2 separate regions of the Pan troglodytes genome follow, and region 2 is linked to region 1. Evidence: chromatin contacts called from public capture Hi-C data. All regions are on one chromosome and are shown on one strand. The core of a region is the stretch at or near the end of the contact, and the rest is flanking DNA. Distances in the headings are between cores, read along the strand shown. Region 1 has its middle 130 kb from the start of ZBTB10. Region 2 overlaps ZNF704 (zinc finger protein 704).

Region 1 (3,571 bases), core at 654-3,153:
TGTTTGCAACACAAAGGATAAATACTTGAGGGAATGGATACCCCATTTACCCTGATTACCAATTGCATGTCTGTATCTAAATATCTCCTGTAACCCACAAATATATACACCTACTATATACCCACAAAAATTTAAAAAAAATTTTTTAAGTCCTACATGGAGAGGAATATTTTTGATTTCTCACTTGGCATATTTGTAATAGAGAACTAGACATTGTTACTACGACTGTCCTAAATCTACTGTACCTGTGAAACACTTGAAGAATCGTTTACTTTATTTCCATATATACACAAGATGTAGCTTTGTTGTTTTTATGGCTCCAGCACACAAATGCCTAGGCTTCATTTCACAGGCCACCTAAATACCCGAGGTGAGGGCAGCAAGCAGCAGGCTGGTGGAGAGTGGGCTCTGGAGTCAGCCTTCCAGTTTTGAATCCTGCTTCTACCAACTTAGTTTTCTTATCTGTAAAATGGGGATAATTTTAGTAATTACCTTGTAGGGCTGTTAGAGGATTCAACTAGATCATCCCAATAGGTCACTTAGCACAGTCCCTGGCAAGCAATATGTGCTCTCCAAGTGATGACGCCAATGCTTATGACGACAATGATGATGAAAATGATGACCATGATGACAATTAGTGACTCATTGGTAGGGAGAGAGACAGGAAAATCTGATAATGTAAATATAAATTTGAAAAGAAGTAATAAAGGCATACTATATAAAATGGGTTCTGACTGAGGGTTCATTTTTGCTACTGTAAGACAATAATATCAACCGTGTGAGTCATTCATTCATTATTCCCCTTTGCATATGCTGTGACAAATTCTGTTTTCTGTCTAATAGAATGTGAATTCTTTGAGAGAAAGAGTATACTGTATATTGACATGAATTTGTATCCTGGAAACCAGCATAGTACTTGAAATGTGGAAAGTAATCAACAAATATTTATTGATCTCTTTTATGCAACAATTACTGCCTGAGCATTGCCTGCCATGTGACAGGCACTGATGTGCTAGATACAAAGGACACATGCCTGGCTCACCGGAGGGGGTCAGTGGAGGAACAAGTTGATCACACGAAGTCAGAATATTCTCTTTAATATGTTAGAACAGTAGAAATCTTACCTGTCACATATAAATAAATCTGACTTATTTCCTGCGATGTCCACTCTTGGTAGTCTTAGGCTAAGCTAGGAGAACTTACAGGCTCCAAGAAGCCTCACTCAATGCTGGCTTCACTTGAGGAATGCAGCAGGAAACAGCACACCAGGAGGAGCGCTCCCAGAAGTCCAAGGGTTAGTTTTAAGGGCCTGAGTCACAGGTCAGAGATGAGGGCCTGAGAACATACAGGTGGGTGCAGAAGCCTCCCTGGCCCCTACCCATCAGGAACTATTTCTACTGAGCCACAGCTCTCGGGTCCCAGCAAGCAGAATGCCCCATTACAAGTCAGGGCACCCAGTAAGCCCAAAGCTATGCGTCCTCCCTGCACAGTCATGTTCACTCCTGGTCCTCCCTGTCCATATGCAGCTTACCAATGACAAGCCATTCTTAGCATCGGCGGTGTTGCCTGGTAACACAGCTAGCACTTCTAGCAGGTTTCCAGGATAACAGGGCTAGAAAGTTAACCCAAGATCGTTTTGTTCATAGGGAAGGAGAAAATGCTTTTGTTAACTTGTACTCCCACGGCCCCATTCCTGACCCCTCTGAGCTTCCCAAATCTTATTAGAAATCACCAGCGAGAGGTCCCTGATGCACCCTAAACTCAGTGTGTATGAGACCCATGTAATTCTCTCCTCTCTCCCTGCCTGACCTCTTTGATGAAGACAGGCATCATCCATTCAATCCTCCCTTGCACAGACTCCTTGCATGGCCTTCCATTCCAAACTCCTGAGCTCTGAGACAATCAGGGCTCTTCAGAACCTAAACCTGGTTAGCTCTAGCCGCTTCCACACACACCGAACCCTTTAGACACAGGCTATTTGCCAGCGTCACTAGAACATACTCACAGCCTTTGTTCAGATCTGGAATATCCTTCCACTCCTGGCATCTGTCCAAATAAGTCTTCAGACTCTTGAAAAACCAACTCAAGTGTCACCTCTGGGAAACCACAAATTAATCTCCAGAACTAACCAATCCCTCCCTCTTCTCCTGTAGCCCATGTGAGGCCTCCGCTGCAGCACTGCCCACCTGGCTGTGGCCAACATTACCCACAGAGCTGCTGGCAGAGAGGAAAACGTGCCTTATCCATATTGTTTCCCCAGAGCTATGGGCGCGTCTCTGCACACAGCGTACCGCACAGTCCGCGAGCTTGAATCCAAATGGTAGCGTCGAAGCTGGACCTTAAGACATGGGTGGAACTTCAGACAGGCAAACAAGGGGGAAAAAAAAGGCCCAGACAGTGAGGAAACATTTGGGGAACAGAGAGTCTACTTTGCTGACACGTGGATCCTTGGACGCAAATAAACATTCAAGATTTGCTGTGATCATGTCCCAACCTAAGAAACTTAACCTTTATTCAGTAGGAAATGGTAGTAACTCACTATTAAAACTATGCAAGGGACTTTTCAAATGTTTGAAAGGTTACACCACAATGCAGTCCCCTAAGTATGATTATTTCTAAATGATAAAATGCATAGATATTTGAGTAACAAAAAAGATTTTCTCAAATCAAGGCTATAAACGCTCAATGAAGGATGCACTGTAAAAAGTAGTAAGACTGCTCTATGTGATTTCAACTATCCTAATACACGGCCTTTAAAATGAAGGACAATTGTCAAGCCTGTATAGTGTGTACCAACAGACCTATATGAATGCCATCTTTGGCTTCTGAACCTCCCTTCATGCCCTGTTATCACAGAGCATCAGTCATTAATATGAGATTATGAAGACCTGGTGATCCAAAGGCACAGCTCGCCACTGAACGACAAATGAGAGGAGCTGGGGCAACCCACATGCCAAATAATACAAGCATTTGCTGTCAAATTCAAGCAGTTAGAGGCTAAGAAAAATACTACACAAGACCCAATGTACTCTTTCCAATTCTCATTTTTGTGGAAATGAACAATAAAAATTATTCTATGTGATTATAACCTTTCCTTCCTCCTTCTCCCATTTTGCCAGGAACAGACTGACCTTCCAACTAATCAACCCCAGAATCGTTTTTAAACACCTCATATGTTAATAGTATTCTCTCAGAAACTGTGAGGTAAAGAGGAAAAGAAAATACTTATAACAAAGTTCCTGCCATGGAGAAATATGTCTCACTGGAAATAAAATGGGAAAAGTTAAGAAATAAAATTGGAAAGATTTCCAAGATGCATCATTGAACAAAAAAAGCAAGGTGCAAGCTAATGTCTATATAGTTTGCTCCTATTTGCATAAAAATGTCTATGGGACATACAGATGTCTATATAGGCAAGTTTCTGTATGAAAATTTTCTGAATGATATACAAAAATTGTTGCTGCCAGCCGACATGATGGCATATGTCTGTAGTCCCAGCTACTTAAGAGGCTGAGGTTGCTTGAGTCCAGGAGTTCTGGGCTCTAGTGCGCTATCCCAATCGGGTGTCCAC
Region 2 (3,165 bases), core at 359-2,858, 51 kb before region 1:
GGGGATGAGGAGGGAAACATGTCAAAGCCAGAAGAAAATATGTCGTCACCTCTGATGTATCTGCAGTACACACCATGCCTGTATAAAAAGCACACACTTTTCAATCTCACTCCATTCTTGTACACCAGGGGCTGGTCCTGACTTAACCCCACGTGGGACACGCAATGTCCCCCAGGCCTATGTGTCTATTAGCAGCACTTGGCAGCCAGCAGCAGCTCAACCTGCCTTTAACTGGAAAGGAAGTGGGGACAGGAATAGAACAGATGCTCGTTCTTCTTCCCACTCTCTGGGGTCTTTAATGGTATGCTGGTCACAAGGCCAAGCCCTGCCAGACCTGATACGGTGCAAAGACACCTCCCCAGGCGCCTCAGCCTGGGAGCTCAGGGGAAATGGAGCTAGGCTGGGACAAGCCACTGATTTGAACAAAAAGACAGGCCTGTGAGGAGGTGAGGCATGGATTTTATGTTAGATTCTATGCAGGGCTCATTGGTGGGGAAAAGGTATGTTCTGAGTCAGGGATCTGCTGCTGCTGCTGCTGCAGTGAGGGGACACCCGTGGCCTCTGCCCAGCCATCCCCAAAGCCAGGTTTCTAGAGAAGAGAAGCACCACTTCTCTACAAACTCACAAATTATCTAATAAACATTTTCTGACATTATGGGGAGTTATTTTATTTTACTCAAAACTTTCTGTGGAAAAGTATAATGTTCTATGTTTCAGGGAGAGGAACTTTGAAAACACCTAAGAAGCTACTTTTCCTGGTGATGGTGAAAATTGAGACCTTCTAACATCATCTTTGTTTTTATTTAATAAGCATTTTACGTAGTGTTTATATTGTGTCAGATCTGGTTCTAAGCACCCTATATTTATTAGCTTAATCATCACAAAATCTGGTACTATAATTAATGATCCCTATTTTATAAGTGGAGAAACTGAGGAACGGGGGCTATGTGTAGGCCACCAAAATCATGCACACAACTAGAATGTGTAGGAGTCAGGGTTTGAACCTAGGAAGTCTAACCTCAGAATCCATTCTCTTAATCACTGTGCCACAACAACCTCAGCTCCATTCATTGACTCATTCATTCAGGCAACATTTGCTAGGTACCTACCCTCTGCCAAATACACCGATGTGTGTGGAGTGACACATGATGAACAAAACACATCCCTAGAGAATCAGTCATAGTGAAGCGACAAAAGGTTTAACAAAATACAGACAGGTAGCCAGTGATTAACAAAACGGATGAGTAAACACGCTTCAGAGGGAGCACAGAGCACTAACAGTTAGGAGTGAAGTCCTAACTCCCAACCTTCAGAACACACCCAGGACTTAACGTCTCGGCCCTTGCACTGCTTGCCTGCCCTGCTCATCTGGAATATTGCTGACAACAGCTCCTTGGTGGCGTCTGCTTTTGCTTTTGTCTTCCTGTCCTCTATTTCCCAGACAGTATCCAGAGTGATCCTTTTAAAATTAAGTTAGAGTTCTGAAAACCCCCAGTGGCTTCCACCACGTTCAGAATGCAAGCCAAAGCCATCGCCGTGGGCTACAGGCCCTGGATGACCTTGCCTCTGCCCTGTTCTCACTCCTCCCATCACTCCCTGGGGTCCCGAGCTCCAGCCTCTGGCCTCTCTGCCAGGCCCGCCCACTTGAGAGCTGTGTGTCACTTCTCCCTGGTATGTTCTCACTGTGGGTGCCAACATGGTGTCTCCCTCACTTCCTCCAGGCAGGTCTCTACTCAAACGTCACCTCCTCAGAGAGGCTTCCTCTGGCCACTCTCTTTAAAATAGTGCCCGCATCACTAATCCTGCTTAACAACACTGTTATGCTGTTGAATTTTTCTTTCTGGGACTTAGTAACACCTGATATATTAAATATCTATTTTTTAAATTATTTTTTAATTTTTTAAATCTCTGTTTTCAGAGATTGAATGGGGGGGTACAAGTGCAGTTTTGTTACATGGCTGTGTTGCACAGTGATAAAGCCTGGGCTTTTAGTGTAACCAGCATCCAAATAGTGAACGTGGGACCCCTTAAGTCATTTCTCATCCCTCACCTCTCTCCCACCCTCCCCGTTTCGAAGTCTCTAATGTCTATTATTTCACTTTCTGTGTCCATGTATACACATTATTTAGCTTCCACTTAATAAATATCTATTTCTTTAGGGGTTTCTTGTCTGCCTGTAAGTTCCCACTATAAGTTCCATCAGGGCGGAGTCTATATTTTATTCACTGTGTTATCAGGAGACCCTGGAACAGTGCCTGAACATACTAGATTCTCAATAAATCATTGTTGAATAATTGATTGAATGAGTGAATGAATTAATGAATTGCTTTAAGACATCAAGGAAGGGTTCCCTGGAAGTGGACAGTTGAACTGAGTGCTGCAGGATAAGGAAGAGTTTGCAAGGCAAACAAGAGGGAGGAAAAGCATTCCAGACAGAGGGGAAATGCATGTGCAAGATTTCAAGGCAAGAAAACAGATTGGCTTAGTATGATTGTTTTGCTCTCTTTTGCATTAGGCGCGTTGGAGACTCTGACTACAGTGATGGAGAAGAGGACTTTTACTACACTGAGATCAAGCTCAACACAGACTCAGTGGCAGACGGGCTGAGCAGCCTGGCCCCGGTCTCACCTTCCCAGTCCCTGGCTTCACCTCCTACTTTCCCCATCCCAGATTCAAGCCGAACAGAAACTCCTTGTGCCAAAACGGAGACTAAGTTGATGACGCCCTTGAGCCGCTCAGCTCCCACCACCCTCTACCTCGTGCACACTGACCATGCTTACCAGGTGACTTGCAGGGGACTGTGAGAGCAATCACTTTGACCTTGACCAAAACCAGGGGCCATCTGGCCTATGAGTAAAAAACAACTCGGTGGAAAAACAGCATCACGCACGGCAGCCCGGTAGCTTTGTTTTTTTCTCCCTTTAAAGCCTAAGATCTCACACAGATAGGGTCCTATGGTCTAGTCTCAGATTGCCCAATGCTGCCTGTGGATTCGATCCCGTAGAGATTGTTATGATGATAAAAATCCCTTGGGCACAGTGGCTCATGCCTGTAATCCCAAACACTTTGGGAGGCTGAGGCGGGCAGATCACCTGAGGTCGGGAGTTCGAGACCAGCCTGACCAACATGGTGAAACCCCATCTCTACTAAAAATACAAAATTAGC

Evidence for each region. Capture Hi-C pulls out chosen DNA fragments and counts their contacts.
Region 2: a contact with region 1 is called in a capture Hi-C map of stem cell-derived neural stem cells, with 2.6 times the contacts expected there. The contact joins two enhancer-like sites. A contact is called at or near these places in 3 of 7 Hi-C or Micro-C datasets (induced pluripotent stem cells and stem cell-derived neural progenitor cells) and 1 of 1 other capture datasets (stem cell-derived neural stem cells).

What each region holds. Positions count from the first base shown.
Region 1 is chr7:89,258,578-89,262,148 of NHGRI_mPanTro3-v2.0_pri, reverse strand. No RefSeq gene overlaps it. Among named protein-coding and RNA genes, the nearest start is that of ZBTB10, 130 kb to the right of the region's middle. Within about 2 kb of position 1,903, at least 2 of the 24 cell types and tissues checked have an H3K27ac peak or open chromatin away from gene starts, as enhancers often do. A contact at or near this core is called in stem cell-derived neural stem cells, where this site is marked.
Region 2 is chr7:89,309,269-89,312,433 of NHGRI_mPanTro3-v2.0_pri, reverse strand. It overlaps ZNF704 (zinc finger protein 704), which reads left to right. Exons shown (of 10, transcript XM_063817210.1): 6 at 2,516-2,783. Among named protein-coding and RNA genes, the nearest start is that of ZBTB10, 180 kb to the right of the region's middle. Within about 2 kb of position 1,608, at least 1 of the 24 cell types and tissues checked has an H3K27ac peak or open chromatin away from gene starts, as enhancers often do. A contact at or near this core is called in stem cell-derived neural stem cells, where this site is marked.